Linked DNA regions of Anser cygnoides: region 1 is linked to region 2. A link is a contact called in public Hi-C data. All regions are on one chromosome and are shown on one strand. Each heading gives the region's core, a stretch centred on a gene start, on an enhancer-like site or on the middle of the called end of the contact. The rest is flanking DNA. Distances are from core to core; before and after follow the strand shown. Region 1 holds the start of GMNN (geminin DNA replication inhibitor). Region 2 holds the start of BLOC1S4 (biogenesis of lysosomal organelles complex 1 subunit 4).

Region 1 (4,830 bases), core at 2,093-4,592, 460 kb before region 2:
GCTTTGCCAGGATGCAGGGAAACCTAGGGAAAAGAAGACAGGTCACGCACTCGTGAGTTAACACCCAAAACACCCGTAAACACGAGGTAACGCCACAGAACCGGCACTGCGAGGGTGGGGAAGCGCTGGTCAAAGCGGGGCCACGCTGCCACCTAGTGTCACCCAGGGGATGGATGGCAGGGGAGCTTTCCACGGGCACGCTGAGGCACACCGGCAGGCCGGGGGCAGGAGCGCTGCGTGCTCAGTCCGCTCAGGATGCCCACGGTTTTTGTGTTTTTTTCTTCCGAGCTTTCTGGGGAGTTCTGAGGAATCCCCAAAAGATGCCAAGTTGGGAGCCAAGTCTCGCAGAAGACGACAGCTGAGCAAGGTGTTGGGTAAGAGCAGCGAATAATTCACTGCAGCCCAGGATTTCTCAGCTTTTCTTTTCACCCCCTAAAATAAACGGCACTTTTATTGGACAGAAGAGACAGGAGAAGGGAAGCAAGGCAACCCGAGAGCCACAGTTCCTGTTTGCTGATTCAAAGATCCAAAACCCAGCCTCAGGGCTTCACTCCTACTTTCTGGCTTGCACCCAGAGCAGGACTGAGATAAGATGTTCACATGCTTCAGAGGCGCAGCGCTGCACTGGGTCTCCTGAACCCTCCCCGCAGTAGTTCTCTGCATCTAGAACAGTCGCAGTAGTTGTTTATATTAAATACATTAAATACATAGGAAAGCATTTATGATATTTATGTAATAAGGAAATTTACGTGATACAAAATAACAATTTAATTTACCTGCGTTAAATGTAGCGGGTAGAAATAGAAAGAGTATTTAAGTACCCCAGAGCTTGCTAATTCTGTGGATTAAAAGAAAGGCCTTGACAAAAGGCACAATACGACTGTCAAATAAAATACCATTTTGCCAGTACTTGATTCAGACAGCTAAGTCCAAACCTTCCAGTGAGCTCTGCTGTACAATGCTTAGGAAGTTTCCACACACATTATGTGCTGTAAGAACCGATAACATTTATCAACAGCAGTACAGTATAAAAGCCCTAAAAAGTACACATTCTCCGCTGCCGCGAACAATCTAACAAATTGGCTGAGCTCTATGGGAAACCTCAGCGTGTTTGCTCAGGCTCACTTGAAGTGCAAATAGTCATGAGTATTCATCACACCGAGTTATATTTTTTATGAAACAAACAAGTTGAACTGGCAGAATATTGCACTCAATCTGAAGAAAGGTATATTCTGCTAGTCTTGGACTTGACAGATTTTTTTAGGTAAAAACCCCTAATTAAATGTAACTTTCAGTCACAAAAATGGGAATTATTACCAAAAAAAAAAAAAAAAAGCAACCTGAAACCTTTTTGTGAGATTTGTTTTTATATATAATTATGCTGGTTCCCACAGTTAGACTATGAATAAGCTTCTAATAATAAGCTCTCGGTGTTCTTTCTGACATGGTGAAGGGATTCTTTACAAAGCTTTCAAACTGAAGAAACTGAACAGAAGGAAAACTCTTGAGACACAGCGGTTCATTACAGGACGTGTTCTTCAGCTGGATAAATTGAAGGAGTGGCACCTTTGTAAAAAAACTCCAGATCATATGCCTCCAGCAAGGAACAGATTAAAAGGACAAACAAACAGAACTGTCACATCAGAACCATCGCCCACTACCTTGGCCCTTTCCAATTATCAACATTTCCAAAAGCAGTTCTTCCACTTCTGAGCTGTAAGTTTACCTGAAAAGCTTTTTATAAATTAAAATTGAATTTTGAAAAGGCAATCTTTAAGTAGGTTTCACTTGAGAACGTTAGCATTACATATATTGTATCGCGGCCATAAAATCGCTTTGTAAAATAGTATTGCCTTTCATGAATATAAATCTATGCATGCATATAATTTTAAAAATGTATATAATGCAGTTCATGCTGTGTATTTTATTAAAAATGCTGAATATTTATATTGTTAGATAACAATATTTTATGTTGTATTTATATTTCATATATTAAAATCATTTCTATTTTTTTTATGTGTACTTTACCCATAACCACATCCTTCTGAAAGGAGATTTAATGCTGGAAAGAATTATGTCAATCTTTAATCAGAGTTTAGTATATCTGCTAGTGTTTTGGAATATGGAAATTTAAAAATTTATTCTAAAATCAACAAGATTTAAATTAAAGCATGAACACTTTTTTTACAACTATAACAAAGCAATAGTAATTTAGATAGACATTTCTTCATGTATTGTTTCTGTTTTCTTCATAAAGCTTACTTTATTTAAAGACAAAGCTTACTGAGGTGACAGTTTGCTGATGGCACTACATTATTCAAGATAATAGGAATAGGGCTGAGTGAAAAAATGCAGAAGGGTGTTACGGAATTTTGTGACAGGATACAACAGCCAGTGAAGTTCATAGTAAATAAATGTAAATGAAGATACATAGGGGGAATAAATCTTAATTTTACTTGTTGGATAACATGCTTTGAAGTGAACATAATTACAGAATAAGATCTCAGAGTTATGACAGACATTTCCACAAAAATACCAGACCAATGTTCTGCAGTGGTTAAAAAGGCAAAGGTTAAAAAATGTCATGTAGCTCCCAGAAGAGCAGAAAGATGGAACAGGAATGATGGAGCAGACCTCGGAGAAAGAACTGGAAGGGGATCTGTGAAAGGAGAAGGTAGATGAGGGCTGGTTGTTTGTTATCATTTCCAGTTCAAGGCCTGGGGACATCAAGTGAAGCTATGGGAACCGGGCGCAAAAGAACAAAAAAAGGCGGGGGCTCTTCAGACAATGGCTGTTTGAGCTCTGGAACCACTTTGCCAGAGGATGTTGTGGACAATTAGAGTTTAAATGGGTCACCGGGAGACTGAGCAAGTTTATGCAAGAGAGATCAGCTTTATTTCCTTGTACTTGTTTACAGATTTCTTAATTCATTTTTTATATTTTTTTTCAGACCACGACTCTCAAGACATCCTCGTGTCATACAGTTTATTTCCAAACCGAAGACTGACGGTGGTATGCTAAATTAATACTTCAGCCTGTAATTATAATAATTCCTAATAGCTTCATAATACTGCCTGGAAAAAACATTGACGGCTTTCCAAGGCTAGCGGCGAGACCTTGATTCCGAGGAGTGTGACCTTCACTCTGCGGATGCTTACTGGCAAGTCAGCAGAAGATAACCTTAGGATAAACAAAACGCCTCAGGCGGGCGGCAGCGGTTCCCTCACGACACACCCACCCCGCCACCACAGGGGCCCCGGCGCCGCCGGCGGGAGGGGCGTGGCTCCGCCGGCGAGGCGGGGAAAAGGGGGGGCCAGCGCGGCCTGCGATTGGCTCGGGGTCACGTGACGGGAGGGGAGGCGGGAACCCGCGGCGCCGCAGCCGCGCCGCTTTATAGGGTGCGGCCCGCTGCGGGGAGCGCGCGGGTATTGCTGCTGGCGGGGAGCGGGCGCCGGGCGGGTGAGGGGGCGCGCGCGCGGGGGGCTGCAGCCATTGGGCACGCGCCGCGCTTGCACTGGGGCCGTTAGGGACGGGCCGCGGGCGGGCGGCAGCGTTGCGGCGTTCGGGGCTTGGCGGGCTGCGGGCTCGGCTCCCCATTGGCTGCGCGGCGGCGGGGGGCGGGGCCGTGGAGTCGGGGGGGGGGGGCGGGCGCTGCGCTGCGCTCCCGCCATTTTGGGTGTGCGGCTCCCTGAGGGGCAGGGTGGGCGGGCAGCGGCATGGGGGTGGGGGGGTGTCCCGCTCCCAAGTGCCCTCCTCAGCCGGCTGTGGGCCGCCGGGGCTCGGTAACCGTGTGAGCTGTGCGGGGTTTCAGTGCTGTGGTAAGGGGCTATGAGGCGATGTGGCGGTGTTACGCTGTTTCTGAGGTGGTGTTGCGGTACTCCGGTGTTTCTGAAGCACAGTTGCAGCCAAACGTGCTCATCTCTATATCTGTTTATTTATTTTTTTTTCCTCTGTAGTGATCCTATGAATTCCAAAATGAAACAAAAGTTGAACGCGGAGAAGTCATCGGGATCTTTGCAGGTATAAGCTCTGACGTGTTGCAACTGAGGTACAGAGGCAGATAAAGAATAGAAAATACATGCTGAAATTTGTCAAGGCTGCCCGCATAAAGATGAAATTCATCAAGGTTGCCCAGAACATACTACTTGCCCTGTTCAGGCACTGTACAGGCCAGTGTCTGGGAAGCGGCCTGTCAGTCTGACACGAGCTTTGTATCCGAATGCAGAGGAATCTGTTGCAGTGTGTTCCCACCTGATTTACCTCCTGTTGGCTTGGGTAATGTCCTGGTGTGAAGTGTGTTGGCTTGGGAACGCTGTGTCCTGCTCGGGCATATGTGTTCGTGGCTACTTTTTTAAATGCTCAACAAGCTGTTTTAATTTGACATTGAGGTAGCTTGCTATCTGTCCATGTGACTTTTAGATGCCAGCTACCTGTTGTATTTCAAGTACCGAATCAGTCTAGCTGCTAGGACTCTGCAAAGTAAGCTTTATAACCTTTACCCTTTATTGGGAGGAACTTTTAGAACTAAATCCATCTTGACCTGAGCATGCTTTTAACTGAAGTATGTAAGTAGGTTTCTTTCCAAGCCAGCTTAAAGAACTATAGTTGCCTTGGAATTGATGTTTCCACTAACTTTCTTTTTTTAAGAGATAACTGATTAGAAGTTACCCAAGTTTATAATTCACTTACTCTTGGTACAAGACTATTTTGTGGCTAAATGTAGACCCTAATTGGAGTTGTACAAATGCAATATAAAATAGTCTAATAGCCTCTATCATGAGGGTAGAGAGACTGTAATGAGAATTTATGGTATTAATGACAGCAGCCATT
Region 2 (5,036 bases), core at 687-3,186:
AATGTCTACACATGATTTCTAGAAACTTAGAGTATACTGGGTGTTTGCGATGGCTGGACATCTCTACTGGATGCTGGTTAAGGGGTAACCAGCGACTGCTGAGTCGATAACCGTTCACTTCTGAAAACGCCATGAATTTATTAAAGTGGTCAAATCTAAAATATTTTGTTATATCTTGATCAGTGTAAGGAACAAAATATAAATGTTTTACAATGTATTTTTCTACTTTTAGCTTGTGTCACTTTCTTTTTGTTTTTAACTTTGTAGTACATTAAAGCTTTTTTATATGGTGAACTAGACATTTCTTAAATATTGTATGGATATGAAAATTCAGAAGTCTTGGTTTGAAAAAAATTACATTCCATTTTGGAATTTGTAATGGCTGGACAAAGGATGTTTGGACTAATTCATTATCGCTGATTTAGAATACCTGTGGAACAGCCAGTCTTCTGCTCGTTGTTAAATGTTTTGGACGCTGAACTTAGTGTGTTTCTTTTAGATTTGCTTTAAAAGTTTATTTTAAAATACTTTCACTTACTCTAATTCTCTTCTAGGTGTCACAGCAGCTATACTTATTTTTCCCAGCACAATAAGAATATTGATCCTGTTTGTCTTAAAAATGTTTGTACTTTACCAAAGGTTTTCATTTTTTAAAAAAATCTGACTATATTGGTGCAGTAAAAAAAAAAAAAAAAAAAAGAGCTGGATATGCTTCAGTCAATCAGACCATCTTATCAAGAGGAGTGTGTTACATCTTATTTAAGACAACTTCTTTAAATAAGTGGATTTGTCTGGCTGAAGTTACTCATTTTGCCTTATTTAACTGATGAAATTGTGACCTGTCTGCAATAAAACGTGCACTAATCTTACATCTATGCTATATCCTTTCCCCTATCCTGAAGCACATCTTTCTGCAGAAGTATCTCACCTCCTTGTTGAAACGAGACGTGTTTTTTTGGCAACTCTTCAACTACCTAAACATTTTGGTGATGCTTTTTTCTGTACCAGTAAAGACTTAGCACAGGTAACAGGCAGAAGAGTGAAAATTTCCTCCCCATACTGCCTTTATTAAAGGGTACTGCTACATGGATTTGTATGGGAACCAAGTAACTTGCTCTGCTCTTCATAGCATGATTTCTTCAGGTCTCTTGTCTTCTTTGAGTACCTCAGGTACCTCCAGAGCTTCAGAATAAGCTGAAGATAACACTGTCTTGATATGCTGCAGCGTCTTGCTTGGAAGAAGGCTCTGTGGCTGTCCAAATGAAGCAGACAAGGCCCTTCATCCTAGGAAGGGGGAAACACGAGTTGCATTTCACACCTCAGAGCTCTAAGGGGGACGAATAAAAGCATTTTACCCCAGCTTTCAGTCACAAGTTGAGAAGGGCAGATCATTGACAGAACCAACTTTGGAGCTAACACTTTGTACCATAACACTTAAGGCTTGCAAACTTAGTGCCCTCGCTTGCATCAGGTTAAAAAAAAAAAAAAAAGCTTTTATTTTTGCATGCACAATTCTGAAAAGTCCCGTATATATATATATACACACATACATTAGTTCTCTCTTTAGGATTAACTCCTTCCCCTTTTTGGTCTGTCACCTCCTCGCCCTGCCCACCGCCTGGTACTGCTGTACCTGGAGAAACCAGGTGGGAGAAGTTCAGGCAGAAATCGGGGAACCTCTGGGCGCAGTGGGAGGCGTCCCTGCCCATGGCAGGGGGTTGGAATTAGATGGTCTTTAAGGTCCCTTCCTGCCCAAACCATTCTGTGGTTCTAAGATTAAGCAAGCGGGTGGCTGAGGGCACACAGCCAAGAGCGAGGAGCGGGCTCACCCCCAGCGGGCACCCTCCGCCCCCCGCTGTGGTGAGGGCGGGCGGGCGGCGCCAGGCGCGGGCACGGCCCCCCGGGAGCGCGCCTGCGCCCGCCCTCACGTGATGGCGGCGCCTCCTCCCTCACGTAATGGCGGCGCCGGCTGACGGGCCGGGCGGCGGCGGCATGGCGGCCGCACCGGGGGACGGCGACGGGGCCGGGGCCGGGCCCTGCCCCAGCGGGGACAGCGGGGACAGCGGGCACGTCTCCCAGAGCCACAGCAACGCCTCCGGGCTCGGCGAGCAGGAGGACGAGGAGGGGGACGCCCTGGAGGCGTCGCTCAGCGCCACCGCCGCCGCGTACGCCGCCTACCTGCTCGTCGACCGCAGCGCCTTCAGCGAGCAGGTGAGCGGCCGCGACCCGCAGCGTCTTTATTTTATTTATTTATTTATTTATTTCTGTGGGGAGGCTCGACCCGTTGCGTCGTCCCAACGCCTCTTTTTTGCTTCTTTCTGGGCCAGGCGGGACGTAGCCGTGTGCCCGGCCACCCGCTCGCTTTTCTCGTACCGCCGCGGCGCTTAAAATGTGTTTTCGCAGGTGGAGAGCCTGGAGAAGAGCCTGGACGACCTGCTGACCAGGGTGGATGAGTTCGTGGGGATGCTGGACATGGTGCGTGTAAGCGGCGCGTCGGTCCGGTTTCGAAGTCGGTGTGTGTTTTGGTAGGGGGTTGCGCTGTGAAACGGGGCGGAGGGGGGCAGCGGGCTTTGGTCCTGGCCTGCGGGTTCCCGTACGATGATACGCTGAAAAGGAAACTCGTTTTGGTCGATAATTCATGGATGAGAACTACTGAGCTTCCATGATAATACGCTGGAGAGAGAACTCGTTCTGGTCAACAATTCATGGATGAAAACTACTGAGCTTCCACGTAGGAGCAAAGTGGTATTCACATATAGGTATAGAGCTGCATAATTGCATATGTATACGTTTGTACATGCCCATACATGGAATCTCATTTTTGGATAGCACAGACATTTAAAAGGATGATACGATATTCATCGCCCTTTAGTATACGTACAGACATCCTACGTGGTTTTAATGATTAAAGCATCTCGCTGGAATTGCCAGACTCCCAAAACTAGATAAGAGTTTAGGGCAGACCCGTTCTTACCATGTTGTCAGAAAGACAGCTTTGTTTTCACGTTCTCATGAGAGGAAAAGGGGGAACTCCATGAAACGCCCATGTAAGCGGTCATTGGTATACAGGCCACCTCTGAAAGCAAAGTACACTTGGTCCTGCAGCAGTAATCTAAGGGCAACCTAAGTGTGTTTTTTATTATATCAATAAAAGTCAGGCCACAAAATCTTGCTTTTTTTTTTTTTTTCAGTAAAGATGAGGAAATGCGCAAGTAGTAAAACTGAAGTCAGAACTTCAGTTTAATACGTTTGATTCTCCACTGTGTCTTATGTCTTAGTTCTGATAATGTTATAGCAGCCTGTTTTTAATACAACTATAAAATTAAATGTTAGCCTCTGCAAAATAAATTTTGTTCAAAGGTACTTGCTAAACTATACAAAGAAGCTAGTTAGTTAGTTTTGATTGAGTATTTTTAATCTATTAGTGTTAATTTGTGTAATTGGAACACAATTCTAGTTTCAGAAATGAAATCTAGTACTTAATATTTTGTTCTATTAATCTCTTTCTGTATTATCTGTTGGAATCATCTTTAGATTAGAAGCGATTCCTCCCAAGTCATCAATGAAAGCATACCCGAAATTTACGCAAAAGCTACAGAAATGAGACAGGTATACAAGAAGATTGACAACCTAGAGGTATGTGCTTGCCATCTTCTACATGCATTCTCTTTCTCAGCAGGGGGGAAGAATCAATGATACGCTATAATCGTGTGTGTGTGTGTGAACATGGAGTGGACTCAGATCCCTTTTGCTCTTCCGTGTCCAATCCAGATCTCTTACCTCAGCATTGACGAAGAGAACACAATTTATGAGGAATTTCCAGAGACTGCTGACAATCTAAAACAAAATGCCTTTTTGTTCCTAAAGCTACTGCTTGAAGCAAGGCAACTGTCCTCTTTTCAGAAAGCAATAGTTCCACTTTTTCTTCTTTTTGTTTTTTGATAGCGTCTTTCACGGTTACTCTCTTGAAAGCTATTTTTAGACTAAAAGAAGGAGGGAGCTATTGATTTCTGGTAAAGCTTCAAAATTCTAAGCGATCCAGATTCTTGATCCCACTTCTGGGTAGAAAGGCAGATAAAAATCTAAATCCTAATAAGTCTAAATTATTTATGTGAAAAACAAGTAGGAAGAGGAACAATAACTGTTTTGTTAGATTTAACCTGTTTTTGCAGGCTGCTGAGTGTCTCATAAATATTTTTTACCAATAAATTGGACTTGTAGGTGGAAGGAAATAAAGTATGGAGTTGTTTTGTTTTGTTTTTACTTCTCATTTTAGTAATAGTACTGTTACCGCTGTCGTGTAATACAAAATCCTGTTTCTATCTATTAGTGAAAAAGTTGTGCTTATTTATCTATTTATTTTCAAATAGGCTTTTGTGAAGATGATTGGAAACTGTGTGGCTGGAATGGAAGAACGGGTCATAAAAGCAGAAACGGACCTCGGAGCATTTCCAAGCACATTCAAGAAAATCTTGCACACAATCAGCATGCCATCCTTCCTTAACGTAAGTAAGCTTTTGTTATCATGTGTCCACCTTAGTTCTGTTTACCAGAGAGGATTATTAAAATAACAGTAAATTTGTTACACATATAACTGTATTTAAATGTAAACCTTACGTAAGTTATTAACACTATTGTGAAGTTCTCAGACTTAATTTAAAAAAAAAAACACCACACTCAAAAATCACAAATTCTTACAAGGATTTGAGTTGCATTCCAAAGTTAGTTTGTGTCTGTGTAGAAGGGAATGTGAAGGGCACAAAACAAGTAAAGAATGAACAAGCCTTTATTAAAGCATATCTGATAGTATGGAAAGCAACTAGGAAGAGCGTGTACAGACTGCTAGAGGAGTATACTGCATTAATATAATCACTGACAAAATATTATATTTAAAAAAAAGGAAGCAAAAAATGTGCTACACAATATTTTTTTAAAATAAAGGTTCTATTTATGTATAATCTATGCAGTTCAGTAATTGTGTTACCACCTTCTTAAAACTCGGTAAAAGGGGTGTGATTTTCTCTACCTTTCCTCGT

The links. A called contact is a pair of places that touch in the nucleus more often than the background predicts.
Region 1: a contact with region 2 is called in a Hi-C map of granulosa cells, with 1.6 times the contacts expected there. The contact joins the promoter of GMNN here to the promoter of BLOC1S4 in region 2. A contact is called at or near these places in 2 of 7 Hi-C or Micro-C datasets (granulosa cells and liver).

Annotation. Positions count from the first base shown.
Region 1 is chr2:100,234,994-100,239,823 of Taihu_goose_T2T_genome, reverse strand. GMNN (geminin DNA replication inhibitor) reads left to right here and starts at 3,342. Exons shown (of 7, transcript XM_066992712.1): 1 at 3,342-3,398; 2 at 3,957-4,020. The coding sequence starts at 3,964.
Region 2 is chr2:99,771,736-99,776,771 of Taihu_goose_T2T_genome, reverse strand. BLOC1S4 (biogenesis of lysosomal organelles complex 1 subunit 4) reads left to right here and starts at 1,936. Exons shown (of 6, transcript XR_007166882.2): 1 at 1,936-2,211; 2 at 2,404-2,475; 3 at 3,535-3,636; 4 at 4,371-4,505. PARD6G (par-6 family cell polarity regulator gamma) reads left to right here. Exons shown (of 3, transcript XM_048073542.2): 3 at 1-869. LOC125183969 (a long non-coding RNA gene) reads right to left here and starts at 1,875. Exons shown (of 2, transcript XR_007166883.2): 1 at 1,634-1,875; 2 at 679-1,284.